2 separate regions of the Sus scrofa genome follow, and region 2 is linked to region 1. A link is a contact called in public Hi-C data. All regions are on one chromosome and are shown on one strand. The core of a region is the stretch at or near the end of the contact, and the rest is flanking DNA. Distances in the headings are between cores, read along the strand shown.

Region 1 (6,848 bases), core at 4,285-6,784:
CATTTTGAGGTGTCATCACTGGGTGGGTGAGGGGGGATGCTACTGGTGTCTGGAGGGTGGAGCCTAGAGATGCTGAAAAGTCCTAGGGTGCGCAGGACACCCCACTCCACCGAATGATGCAACCCCAAATGTCAGGAATGGCACAGATGGGAGACCCTGCCCTGGGCCCCTCACCTGCCTGCACCACCTCCCTGCAGACAGGAGCACCCACCTGGCTTCCTGACCTGCTGGGTATTTTTAGCCTCAGAGGGAGGGGCCCTGGCTATTTTTAGCTTTGGGGGTGGGAAAGGATGTTTTCAGTCTGAGCATCTATTTTTTTTTTTATTATTAAAGTGTAGCTGATTTACAGTGTTGTGTCAATTGCTGCTGTACAGCAAAGTGACTCAGTCACATATATACACTTCCTTCCTTTCTTTCTTTTTTGGCTGCCCTGTGGCACATGGAGTTCCGGTGCCAGGCATCAGATCCGATCTGCAGCTTCAACCTAAGGGGGCGATCCTGAACCCACTGTGCTGGGCCAGGGATTGAACCCTCGTCCCAGCTCCCAAGATGCTGCCAATCCTGTTGTGCCACAGGAGTAACTCCTCCCTTTGTTCTTTTATCTTCCGTCATGGTTGGGCACCTATTTATTGCCAACTTTATCCTCCCCATACTTTGGAGTTGGAGGGAGGGTGTCAGGAGGCTTTTGCTTGGCTAGTTCCCTAGAGCTGGGACAGAGCACTGAAATAAGGGTGAGGGTCCCACTCTGTGAGAGTGAGACTGGGTCAGCGTCCCCCTGGAAGAGGGGCTTCTCAAATCCTCATCCTTGAGTTCCTACCCCCAGGAAGGGCAGAGGACCCCCCACGTTACCCTCCAGGCTCTAATCTCTACATGCACACAACCCTGCAGGGGAGCCACCTGCCTGAGAACACAGCCTGACACACCGGAGCACCAATGAGCCACCTCAGGGAGTGTCCCCACAGGTGTGTGCATGGGACAGGGGCAAAGCTGGCCTGGCCCGGCCCCTGATGGGTAGCTCTCAATCCCCCAAGGGGACTGGATGGGTGAGGAGTCCCTAGGGTCTCCAGTCTTTTGAGAGGCCCCATTCCCATTCACTCAGTTAAGAGCTCTGTCTCTCTCTTTTTTAAATGGCCGTACCCACTGCATATGGAAGTTCCTGGGCTGGGAGTTGAACTGGAGCTGCAGCCACCAGCCTACACCACAGCCACAGCAATGCCAGGTCCTTAACCCACTGGGCAGGGCCAGGGATTGAACCTGGATACTAGTCAGGTTCCTTTCTGCTGAACCACAATGGGAACTCCCTGCTAAGAGCTCCTGAACACCTACGGTGGGCCAGGCACACGTCTAGGCACCTGGCACCCAAAAGCAAACCAAGGAACAAATTCCCTGAGCACAAGTGTCGGGGAGACAGACGATAAACAAACAGGCACAATAAATCAGGAAATTACGGAGTGTGCAAAAAGCCATCCACACTCTGGAAAGTCAGGAGGTGGGTGGGAGGCTGCAATTTTAAAACAGGCTACATGGGGTAAAGGTTACTGAGGAGGTGACATGTGAGGCGGGCGAGGGAGCCAATGCTTGGCAGCTGGCTAGGGGAGGGTCCTGGGGGAAGGAGCAAGGGTCCCAGGAATTGCGTTTAGCATGCTAGAGGGGCAGCGGGGACAGTGGAGTTGAGGGCGAAGAGGTGTCTAGACCCCAGGACCCCCATGCCTGGGAAAGCTATCGTGCCTAGATGCAGGGGCTGCTGCCTTTTGAGTCAGGGGCTCTCCCTCCCCAGCTGGGAATTGAGCCACGCTGGGTCAGGAGACACAAGTCTCCTCCCCAGCTGCTATGAGAGGAGCCCCTTGAGTGAAACTGCCTGTGTCACTAGATTGTGAGCTGCCTGAGGACAGGACCGGAGCACTGTCTCCCCGCCAATGTCCCCAGCCTGGCACCTTGTGAAAAAGACAGTTGGCAAATATTTGCAGACCTCATGAAGGGGTGAACACAGCCTTGCTCTAAAGAGCCCCATATACACACATCAGGCACACACCAGAAGGTGCACACAAGATGCAGACAGTGGCTCAAACGTGGACATACACGCGTGTGCACGCCAGCCCCTCTACAAAACTCACAAGAGACACTTAGGCACCTAGGATCAGCCTGTTGGACAAGTGGCTAATCCAGATCACTATCCAAATCACACATACCTGGTAGGTACAAACGGGTGCAGGCAGATGTGTAACTGGATTCTAGGGGTCGTGGGACCCACTCCCAGGCTTCTGTTCAGTAGCTGCCCTCCCGCCTTGGACCCCGCTTCCACTTTCATCACGGTGGCCAGTGGTCGGGTCCAGTTTCAGACCCAGGGAACCCCCATCTCAGGAGCCACCCTCCCCCGCCCCCCGCCTCGCCATCTCCCTGGAGGGTCTGGAGGAGGAAAATGTCTGGCGTCTGGAAATTGAATCCTCGAGAGGAGCCCACACAGAAACCAGAGCCTTCTGTGTGTCCTTTGCCACACGTCTGGCTGGAGAGGTATGAGGCGGCAGAGACTGCGAACTTCAGGTCCTCAATGGCCAGCTGGTGGGGACGGCGGGGATCCCACTCCTCCTGTTCTCCATCAGGGGAACCCATTGGGGGGAGGGGGGCAAGCAGCACTGCCTCTTGGGATCAGCACCTGCCTCCCTGCCCCCAGATGCTCAGGCTGGACTGAAGCACCACACTCTCTCCTGCCAGCCTGGGTGCCCAGGGAGGATGCAAATGCCAGGCGCAGGCACCAGGCAGCCCCTCACAGACAGGTGGAGTCCTGGCCAGGACCAGACCGCTTGATGCAAACAGACCCCCCAGGGGCCAAGGCACCTGCTGCCCCCTCCCCCCAGGATAAGGGGCTCCCCAGGGCAAGCTGGGAATAGAAACCAGGCTTGGAGTCTCCTGTCTTCCACCTCCTCCCTGCAGGCTCTGTGGCCCAGGTGTGCAGGTCCCTAGCTCCCTGCCCTCCCCCCACCCTGATCTCCACGCCCAAGGGCAGGCATGGTGATCAGCACGGGACAATCCTGCCTTGGGCCAGCCCCCCATGAGTGGGATTTGGGATGGGCACCCCAGGTAGTGAGGAGGGCCTGGCAGGGCATTAGAAAGCAGGAGTGGCAGGCATGCGGTGAGCTGAGGCCCTGAGGGAGGTCACTGAGGGAGAGGAGAAAGAAGGTGGCAATGCCAGCAGGAGGACAGGGCACTCACATGTGAGTACACACGTATGTGGCTCAGTGCATGGGGGCCACTGCTGCCAGCCAGGGATCGAATTAGTTCCCTTTTCCGCTTTCCAGATGATTTTTCATCTCTGTAATTAATGGGCAAGTCAGTTCTGAACAGCATGGCAGGCAAATTACTAGTTAGGAAAATCATGGATAATTTTCTCGATATGATAATGAAGGTTGTATTCCTTCTCTTATTCTCCCTGTTTTCATCCTACTTTTAAGTAATAAATTCAGCATTAGCGGGAGGGGAGGGGGGAGGAAGGAGAAGTCACCTGCCCCCACAGCTGAGGCCCGACCCAGGCCCACCAGGAGTCCTCAGTCTATGGCCGGCTGGCAGATGGAGGGGATGAGAGACTGTGGGGGCCCCCTGACACCCTTGATGATGGACGCAGGGAGTCAGGCCTGGAGCCCCCAGGCTGTTAGCCGGGGTAAAGAAGTTGGGTCTGGGGTCAGGTTACAGGCTTAGCCAGCCCTTGGGTGCTGGAGACGGGAGCAGAGATCAACTGGCTTCTTCCCAAGCAGCTTTGAGGTCAACGGCCCAGGCTAGATATCTACCCTCAAGTGTTCCCCACACCTGCCCCTACATTGTCCTACCCACCCCTCTCCTTGGAGACTCCTGTGGCAACCAAGAGAACAGGGCAAGCCGAGAGAGGGAGAGAGAGAAAGAGAGAGGTGGAGAGGCAACCAGCCATCTTGGCAGCCATTTTGAACCCCTCCCCCTGCTCCCCCCAGACACACCACATGTTTGGATGTGAGCAGAGGAACCCAGGCCCTGGGTCCTGCAGAAGCCAGGAAGAAAGGGGGCCCTATCTCATAGACTAGGATGGAGGAACACCCACACAGCTGCCATGACTGGGGGGAGGGACAAGGAGGAGTGGAGCAGGAAGGTACAGCGAGGTCCTAGGCAGGCAGGGGTGCGCCTGCGTGCTGACTGAGACTGGAAGGCCAGGGACAGCGATGTGTGCAGGCTGGAGGCTGTCTTCACATGGGTGCCCCAGGTGCCCTGGAGCAATGCCTGTGGGGGCCACTTTTTGGTCATGGCTGGAGCACACACAGTGCTGCCCACCCTCGTCTGGCACAGGCTCTGTCCCAGGACCCTCACATGGAAGGATGACAATTGAAACCCCATAGCGCTACCCAATAAACACCTGAGAAAGAGAGAGAGAGAGCTGGCCCTCAAAACCTGAATCCGGGTAGATCAAACCCAACAGCTTCCCACACTTAGTCCGGTACCGCGGAGAGAAAGATGCTCGCGGTGACTGCAGCCGGCCAGACACCCAGACAGACCCCTTCCCATCCCTCGCGCCTCTGCCTCCCAGAGAAAAACAACCCCCGGCCCGACATCCTGCGGGGCCAGCCCCCGACACGGCTCCTCCGGGGGCCGGGGCCCGCGCGCCGCGCGCACACGCACCCTCTCCGCTCACACCCAGACACCTACACAAACAGGGCGCCAAGCACCCGCGCGCACACGCACCGGGGACACGCAGGCACCGCCGCGCCGCTTCCCCACAAAGGCTGGAGCGCGCGCGGGCACACGCAGCCACGCGCGGGCACATTCGCGGTCCCTTCCCCCCACCGAGCACCCCGCGGCAGCCCATCCGCACCCCTGACGCTCCGTGGGGGCCGCCCCTCCGGTTCCCCTCGCCGGTGGGGATGAGGTGCAGGCCGCCCCCGATTCCCCTCGCGCTCAGGTGCCCTGACCCGCGGCTCCAGCATCCCCTCCCCCTTCGCGGCCCGGACAGGCCCCGGCTCCCATCCTCCCCACCTCGGCCCGCACACCTGGCCCAGGTACAGCGTCCCCCTCGCCCTGGGCCCGCAGACACTCACCTGTCCAGCGCCGCTCCGGGGTCGGCCCTGCGCGTCTCTCCTGCGGCTCCGCGAACCAATGCCTCCCGCCCGGCACATCTCCCGGAACCGGGGCGGGGGGGGGAAACGAACGAGGGGCGGCGGGGTACCGCCGCCACCAACCAAAAATTTAAAAAAAAAAAAAAAAAAAAGCAAAGCTGATTACACAGCTCCAAAGGCGGCCCCCTCGCGGCGGCGAAGACTCGGGGCTGGGGGTGAGTGGGTCCGCGCCCCTCCGGGGGAGGGAGGTGGCGGAGGCGGCAGGGCGGGGGCGGTGTCAGAGCTCTGGGGGCTGGGGCGAGGCGGAGCCCCCCAAGGCGGCGCCAGCAGCGGCCCGCATCTCCCCCGCAGCTCCGCGGCCCCGACGGAGTAGGCACGTGTGTGCCCAGGCGACTTCCCACCCCCCTCCGACGGCGGCAGCCGAGGGGTTAACGGGGCAGCTGAGGTGCGCCTGCAGCCCCCCGCCGCCCAGCGGCGCCGCTCCGGGGCCCGCGCGGCCCCATCCGCCGGGGCCTCCTCGGCAGACGGCGGGGCGGGGGCGCCGCAGCGCCGACAGCTCCCGCGCCGACGGCTCGGGCTCCCCGCAGTGGCCGCGGGGGGCTCGGGTAGGGGGCGGACGGCGCGGAGCTGGGGGGGCGCGGCTGTAGGCGGGCGCGGCGGCGTCGCGCCCCCGGGGTGGCCGGAGGGGGGGCGCCGGGCCGGGCCCGTGGGCACCGCAGGACGCACGGACCAAGCCGGCGCCGGGCACCAGCAATGACAAGCCGCCTGTTCGCCCCTCTCCCCGGCGCACCCGCTCCGGGAGGGGGGGCGTCGGGCGCGCACAAAACCCGGCCCGGAGTCGTCGCCCGGGACGGGCCACCGCAACCTGCCCGAGCGCACCGGGGGCCGGCCCGAAAACCCGGGATGGATTTTCCTCCCCTTGGCCCCCTCTAACCCCTCCGGAAAATCGGGGAAAGGGAAGGCGACGAGCTGAATCCCGGCGTTGGAACGGGAAGTGGGGGGAGGGGAGACGGGCACAAGGAAGACCCGGAGCGGATTTTGCCAGTAGTGAAGTAAGGGAAAAGCGCCGAGCCCGGTGAAGGGAGAAATTGGAGAGAACTGTAAGGGGTATGCAAAACCCGGGTTGGATTACACAGCAATGGGAGGAAAGGAGGGAGCTGCGACAGGGCCAAATGCACCCGGGGCACGCAAATTTCGGGCCGGATTCTTCCTCGGGAGACGGAGTAATGCGTCATGCCTAATGCAGTGGGAACAAACAAGACCTGGCCTAGAGTTCCCAGACATGGGCTCTCAGGGGGCTCCGGGAGGGGGCTGCTAAGTGGCTGAGGCGGCGTGGGCTGCCCCTGTCTTCCTGGCAGCGACGTGCAGGAAGGAGGGGCAAAAGGAGAGCTGGACTCTGGCACGAAGGGATCTGGAGCGCCGGCTGCACCGAAGCGGGCAGGTAAAACCGGCTTGAGGATCCAGGGATGATGCGAAAGGAATGAGACGGGAAGGCCGCTACCCTGGGAGACCAGACCTACAATAAAAGGCGAGGGAGGACCGCAAAGCCAGGACTGGAATCTGAGGGATGGGACAAGACCCCAGCAGAGGATCCCTGGCAACTGGACAGGGGCTTGGAGCTGACCAGGCAGGAGGAGCGGAGAGAGGGGTGTTAGGGGGAGGTTAGTATCTATAAACGCCTCAAACGTCTCACTTTGGGAGGGGGGCAGGGGAAGAGAGAAAAAAAAAAAATTGAATTTTAGGTTATCGGCAAGAGCAAAACCTCGGCGCGGATTT
Region 2 (6,745 bases), core at 3,656-6,155, 220 kb after region 1:
GAGCCACAACGGGAATTCCTTTAATTGTTTTACTATAGTTGATTACAATGTTCTGTCAATTTCTACTGTACAGTAACGTGACCCAGTCCCTATTTTTTTTAATTCTTTCTTTCTTTCTTTCTTTCTTTTTTGGCCACACCCACAGCATATCGAAGTTCCCAGGCCAGGGGTCAAACACATGCGACAGCTGTGGCAACACCAGATCCTTAACCCGATATGCTACAAGGGAATATTCTCTTTGCCCATTTTTTAAAATTGCATAGTCTATCTTTAATTGCAATACCCATTTTTTTTTTTTTCTTACTGACTTGTGGGAACTTTTTATATATTCTGGACACTAGAAATAAATTCTTTTTCTTTTCTTTTCTTTTTTTTGGTCTTTTTAGGGCCTCACCCCCAGTACATGGAAGTTCCCAGGCTAAGGGTAGAATCAGAGCTGCAGCTGCCAGCCTATGCCAGCCGCAGCAACACAGAATCCAAGCCAAGTCTTCAACCTACACCGCAGCTCACTGGCAACACTAGATCCTTAACCCAGTGAGCAAGGCCAGGGATCAAACCCACATCCTCATGGATACTAGTCAGACTCATTACCACTGAGCCACAATGGGAACTCCTAGAAACAAGTTCTTAATGAATAAACAAGTACTTCTCAGTCAAGTTATTTCACTACACTCAGTGATGCCACAAAAAAAACACCAAAAAACAAACAAAAAAAGGAAAAAAAAAAAACAAAAAGCCAACCCACATCCCTCCCCTGGTTCCCGTCCCACCCCTATCCCCCATACATCTTAGCAGAATGCTAAAAACATAAACTCAAAAACCCAAAACCTGGATTCTCAAAGTTCCCCATGTGGCTCCACAGGTCAAGAACCCAACTAGTATCCATGATGATGTGGATTCAATCCCTGTCCTCGATCAGTGGGTTAATGATCCAGCATTGCTGCAAGCTGCAGTACAGCTTGCAGATGAGGCTCAAATCTGGTACTGCTGTGGCTATAGTGTGACTCTGATTTGACCCCTAGCCTGGGAACTTCCATATGCTGCATGTTTAGCCCAAAAAAGAAGAGGAAAAAAAAAGCCTGGATTCTCTACTTACTAGCTATGTGACTTTGGACAAATGTCTTAACCTCTCTGAGTTCTAAGGAAATCATGCACATGTTTGGAACAGCTCCTAGCAGACAATAAGGGTTCCATAAATGCTGGTGATTATTACTATTCTTTCCATTTGTATCATCTTTCAGTCAGTTGCCAAGATTCAAACTTCCTCCTTTTCCCAGGAGGGGGTAATAATGGTGGTGAGGAGAGTGGGTGATGAATGAATCTGTCTTCCAGGCCAGAGTGAGTCTGGGCTCAAATCCCACCCCTGTCACTTACCAGCTGAGTGGCTGTGGGGAAGTCACTTCACTTGATGGGGCCTCAGTTTCCTCATCTGAAAAATGGGCAGAATTTCTCTCTCTCACAGTACTTATGAGAAGCCAAAGAGATAATGCAAGTAACTCAATTAGCACTTTGCCTGACATTCAATTTAAAAAAGTTGTTATTGTTGTTGTCATTATTACTGCCTCTTCTCTTGTGCTGCCCAGGAACATCCCAGTCCTTTTTGCTTGCTAAGGCCCACTCCAGGCCACCTCGTTCAGGCAGCCTCCCCAGCTTGCCCCAGCCCACTGGATCCACCCCTGAGGTCCAGACAACTCAGGCCCATGAACTTAATTACATGTTGCCCTGGCAGAACTCTTGTCTTTCAATCTTAGGCTGTTATTTAACTTCATGTCTCTATTTTAAAACATAAACCAGATTGCGTCACTCCCCAGCCTCAAATCTTACGTTTCCTACCTGATGGATGGAAAGCTCTATTCTCCTTCATGTGACCCACAGACCCTGCAGAATCACCACTTTGGGTCTCCTCCTGCCCCAGTCACACTACCACACTATTCCAAGCTTGGTCCAGCCTTGGAGCCTTTGCCCCAGCTGTGCAGCCCCTGCCCCCCACGCACACCTGATCTTTACAAGGCTGGCTTCTTTTTGTCATCCAGACGTCAGCTCAAAAGTTGCCTCCTCCAAGAGCCCCCCCTTTGCCTACAGATTCTACCATGCCACTCCCTTGTATTTTATTCAAAGCACTTATTACCCTCTGCAAGTATCTTCTTGTTAAACTGTTTGTTGCCTGTTTTCCCCCCTTTCGAATGGCAACTCCCCATAAGCATGGATTTTTGTCTTGTTCACTATTATATCCTCTGTGCCAGGAACAGTACTTGGCACATAGTAGGTGCTCAATAAATATGTGTAGAATGAATGAATGTGTCTTAAACCCTTCATTCTGATTTCTCTGGAGCCCCTCTATCCCCAGAACATGCCCACTGTAGAGTTGCTAGCTGCCACCTCCTCACCATGTTCCTAGTCTCCCCTCAAACCTTAACACAGGGACAGAGGAAAAGGAGTTTAAGCCCAGGGCATTGAGCACATTCGCTGGAATCCCAGCATCCCCACCCTCTTTTCTCTGGGAAGGGCATGAAACTCAACAAGCCATAGTTATACAGAGTTGCAGTGAGGGGAGCAGGAAGTGGGGAAGGGGGTTCCTGGGAGCTCATACAAGCTGTAGGGGGTGGTGGGGAAACACCACACCCAGGCTCCCCTTTTCAGCAGGGTATTGCTTGGGAGAGGAAGCCGGGAGGCCTCTGATTCAGTCTTGAAAAACCGGCTCCTGGGTGTTTCCGGGGAGAACGCCTACTGTCCTGGGCCCAGGCTTCCCAGGAGGGCCTAGCAGGCACAGGACCCCACCGTGCTGCCTCCCCCACCCCCATCTACCTCTCCTTCAGATGTCACTTTCTTCTCAAGACCCTGATATTTTGTCCTTGCCTTTTCCAGTTTAGGGGAGAAGGGACATGAGGGCAGCTTCCTGTTTGAGCAGCTGGTGAAAGCAAAGACCAGCGGGTGTGGCCCAGATGGCATGTCTGGTTGGAGGGGGTAGAGTGGGAGGAGCTGGTCAGAAACACCTGAGCCTTGGAACCACTGGGCATCTAGTCTAGTGGTTGAGACTCCTGTTCTGGACTCTAAGGCATGGGTTTGAGTCCCAGATTTGCCACTCACTAGCTGTGTGATCTTGGGCAAGTCACTCTAGCTCTCTGGGTCTACCGCTTCAGCTCCGAAAGAAGCAACAGCACCTTCCATGAGGTGTTTAGATTCAATGGTAAATATGGCATGGTAAATAGCTGACACGGAAGTGCTCAATAAATGCTAGCCGGGTTATTTATTTTCATTATTTTTATCGGGACCTCGGTCCTCCCCAAGCCTCCTTAGGCCCAGGAAGATTGAGAAAGGCCAGCTGTGGAGAGTTGCCCAGGCAGGGCTCAGAAATACCGATCCCGCTCCTGTCCCCTCTGGGACGGGAACTGTCCAGAGTGCAGGGAGGTGGGATGCGGCTGGAGAGCCCATCCCGGCGGCGGGAGGCATTTACTCCTTCCTCCGGCAGGAAGGCAGGCGGCCCGCTGGGGAGGGGCCTCCGGCACCCCCTGGCTTAGTCTAGACCTCCAGCCTCGTTCCATAGGGCCGGCCCTACCTCGTAGGACCTGCCAGATCCCCGTGGATCTGCGATCCCACGGATCCGCGCTAGGGTCCCTCGAGCCGCCGCGATGCGCACCGCCCGCAGGGGACACTCACCTGCATTGCCGCCTCCCAGCGCGCGCCCTGCTTGGCCCTCGGCAAACTCTGGCCCGGGCCTCTCCAGCAGCACAGCCAGGGGGCGGGGCCTGTGCCCGCGTCCGGCCAATCAGGAGCGGCCGCTCGGCGTTCGCGGCCAATCGGCTCCACGCCCCCCGCTCCGGGTGGAACCGAAGGAAACATTCCAGAGGGATCCCTGAGCCTCGCCCGGCTCTTCACGACACCTCCCCCGCGCCACGGAGCATTGGATCTTCCCGCCCCTCCTAAGCCGCGGCGGGCTGTACCACCGCAAGGCTGCGGAGGGGGGAGCTGCGGCTGGGCCCCGGCCAATCTCAGAGAAGGAAGGAGGCCAGTGGCCAATGGAAAGCTGGGACTCCTGGACCACGTGCTGTTCGCTGAGTGTCCGGGTGGGGTGCTGTGGCTGGTAAGAAGCTGGGGGCTAGTCTTGGGAGTCAGGAGACCGAGACTGAGTTTCGCAGAGAGGATGAAAACTGCCGAAGTCCAGAAAACGGACCCGCTAGGAAATCCGGGAGGGAGCCAAGGGCAGCTTCAGATCCAGTCCTCCGCCCGGCCTGCCCCTGCCCCTGCGTGGCCATCCTCGGGGTGGATAAAAACACGCATTCATTCCGAGCGGGCAGGCGGGAGACTGAGATGAATAGGGAGGGTCCCGAGTGTCCCTGCATCTTGGATGGACAATGGACAAGGGCATTCATTCATTCATCCACTTATCAAATATTTAATGTGCCCCTGGTCCGTGCCAGTCTCTGTCCTATCTCTACAGACACACTGATGAGTAAGCTGAAAGAATGTGCTCCTGGTAGAAGGAACAGCGCGTGCAAAGACTTAGAGGGCGGACAGAAAGATACAGCACGCTTTAGGAGAGTACAGTACTGTAGGAGCTAGCAAAGCAGGGTGAAAGGGCAAGATGCCCTGTTCGCTCGTTGGTTGACCAGCGAATATTTATTGAGCACATACTATGTGCTGGATTACAAAGGGATACCCAGCCAACCCAAGCCTCTGTCCTCAGTTTCTTACATCTGACTGTTCTCCGCCTCCCTACCCCCACCTCCAGCCCCAGACTGGCACAGAGCAGGGTCTCCGTACATATGTGTAGGTAAAAGAACTGGGTAATCTCACCATCTCCAGGTTTGGCTTGTAACCAGGATTTCTCAGGCAGGAGCAGGTCCAAGAAACAAAGATACCAACACAACTTGCCCAGGCCAGGAAGCTCAGTTCCCAGGACAGGTGAGATTCCCTTGTTCCAGGAACAAGCCAGCCACTCAGGCAGCTGGGGCTGGACCGTAGTTCACTGTGTGTTCTGGGAATTGTAGTTCTTGGAGACCTAACTTCTCAACCCTCATTGAACGATTGGCTCTTTGCAGTTCCCTGGATGAGATGCTGAGCGTTCCAGCCCTGCTAGGGCCTGCAGAAGGACAAAGTAAAAAGGGAGCTTGAGCCCTGGACTTAGCTGCTGAGGTCTGCCCAGGCAGCCCCACCCAGCTGGCAAATACCGAGACTGCAGAGGCAACAGGGACAGCTAATGTCCTTCTCTTCCTGTTCTGCTGACCTCTGCCACGCCCACTGAGCGATCAGTTGCCTCTGGCTAGGCCTGTGCCCTCTCTGGGACTGTGTCCACTGCCCTGCTTATGCCTGGCATCTAAGCTGCTTCCTAAACACCTGGAGAGGACAGTATGTGGGCTGTGGGCACAGCAGAGTCCTGAGCGGAATCCACATGATTCTACCTGTTGATGAAGAAGTGCCCAGGGAGGGGTGAGGGCAGGGGCACAGAGCAACACGGGGCATCTCCTTCCTACTTTGTGGGACTTCAAAGTTTCTCCAAGGAAATAAAATTCAAAAAGCCTCCAGCCAAGATAAGAATTACCAAACCCTTATCATCCCACCTGTCTCACTGTAACTGTTACAATGTTCGTAAGGACCTCCCCACCCCAGCAACTTGGCCTACTTCTTGCTCCCTACTAGGAAAGGTATGTGGCCCACTCCTCACCTCTTCCCCTTGATCAACCTGGCCTACTCCTTCCTGCCCCCCACTAGAAAAGGTATGTAGCCCACTCCTTACCCCACCCCTTTAGGGGCAACATATGGCCCCAAACTACCAGCAGGTGTATCCAAAGACCCTGTCTTTCCCCAACCAACCAGCAAGTGTATCAGAAGACCTCATTCTTCTCCAACCAATCACTAGGTCCTCAGGTGTATGGCAAGACCGCTTCTTTGTCTTTGGGCTATAAAAACAGACACAACCATGCCCCCAGGGTCTGCTCTCCCTGAATATCAGGAAGTCGACCTGATGTGTTAACAGTGTCTCTTGCTTCAATATACTTGTCTTTTCTACACCTTGCTTTAAATTTAGAAAATTACTTTTCCACCCACGTGCAGAGACCACAACATACTTGATTTTATAGCTCAAGAAGCTAGGAGGCTCAGTGGGTGAGGAGGTCAGATTTGAGTGCTACCTCTGCCCCTTTTAGGGGGTGGGGGTGGGGAAATAATTCTGGAATGCCAACTAAGACATGAAAAAGCAAATGCTGTGTTTGAAAAAAATCACCATTTTGCAACAAACAGAGGAATGATTGATTCAGGCAATGCTTGTCGATGGAGAAGTGGGTATTCAGTCTCAAAGGACCAGCCCACAGATTACTTGTTAATTTCAGTGGCAAAAAGGTACCTTGGAAAAACACAGTGGAGAAACCTGAGAGTCACCACCTTAAGGAGTGATCAAAGTTAACATCATTGCTGATGAAACTCACTATGTCCAGTGCTGCGGTGTATTACTGAGGACACAAGATCACCTTCGAAGAACTTGGTCCTGCCCAAGGTGTTTAACCTGAATCTAATCACCAGAAAAAAACCAGACATATCCTGATTGAGGGACATTCTTTAAAAACAAAACCAAGGAGTTCCCGTCGTGGCGCAGTGGTTAACAAATCCGACTGGGAACCATGAGGTTGTGGGTTCGGTCCCTGCCCTTGCTCAGTGGGTTAATGATCCGGCGTTGCCCTGAGCTGTGGTGTAGGTTGCAGACGCGGCTCGGATCCCGCGTTGCTGTGCCTCTGGCGTAGGCCGGTGGCTA

The links. Hi-C and Micro-C count contacts between places; a contact is called where the count stands out from the background.
Region 2: a contact with region 1 is called in a Hi-C map of liver, with 2.5 times the contacts expected there. The contact joins the promoter of GIPC1 here to the promoter of ADGRL1 in region 1. A contact is called at or near these places in 2 of 5 promoter capture datasets (fetal liver and liver), 19 of 47 Hi-C or Micro-C datasets (alveolar macrophages, blood, embryonic fibroblasts and 9 more) and 2 of 2 datasets of contacts at active chromatin or transcription factors (alveolar macrophages and skeletal muscle).

Annotation. Positions count from the first base shown.
Region 1 is chr2:64,995,845-65,002,692 of Sscrofa11.1, reverse strand. It overlaps ADGRL1 (adhesion G protein-coupled receptor L1), which reads right to left and starts at 5,534. Exons shown (of 24, transcript XM_021083697.1): 1 at 5,055-5,534.
Region 2 is chr2:64,778,607-64,785,351 of Sscrofa11.1, reverse strand. It overlaps GIPC1 (PDZ domain-containing protein GIPC1), which reads right to left and starts at 4,905. Exons shown (of 9, transcript XM_021083696.1): 1 at 4,795-4,905; 2 at 1,375-1,429.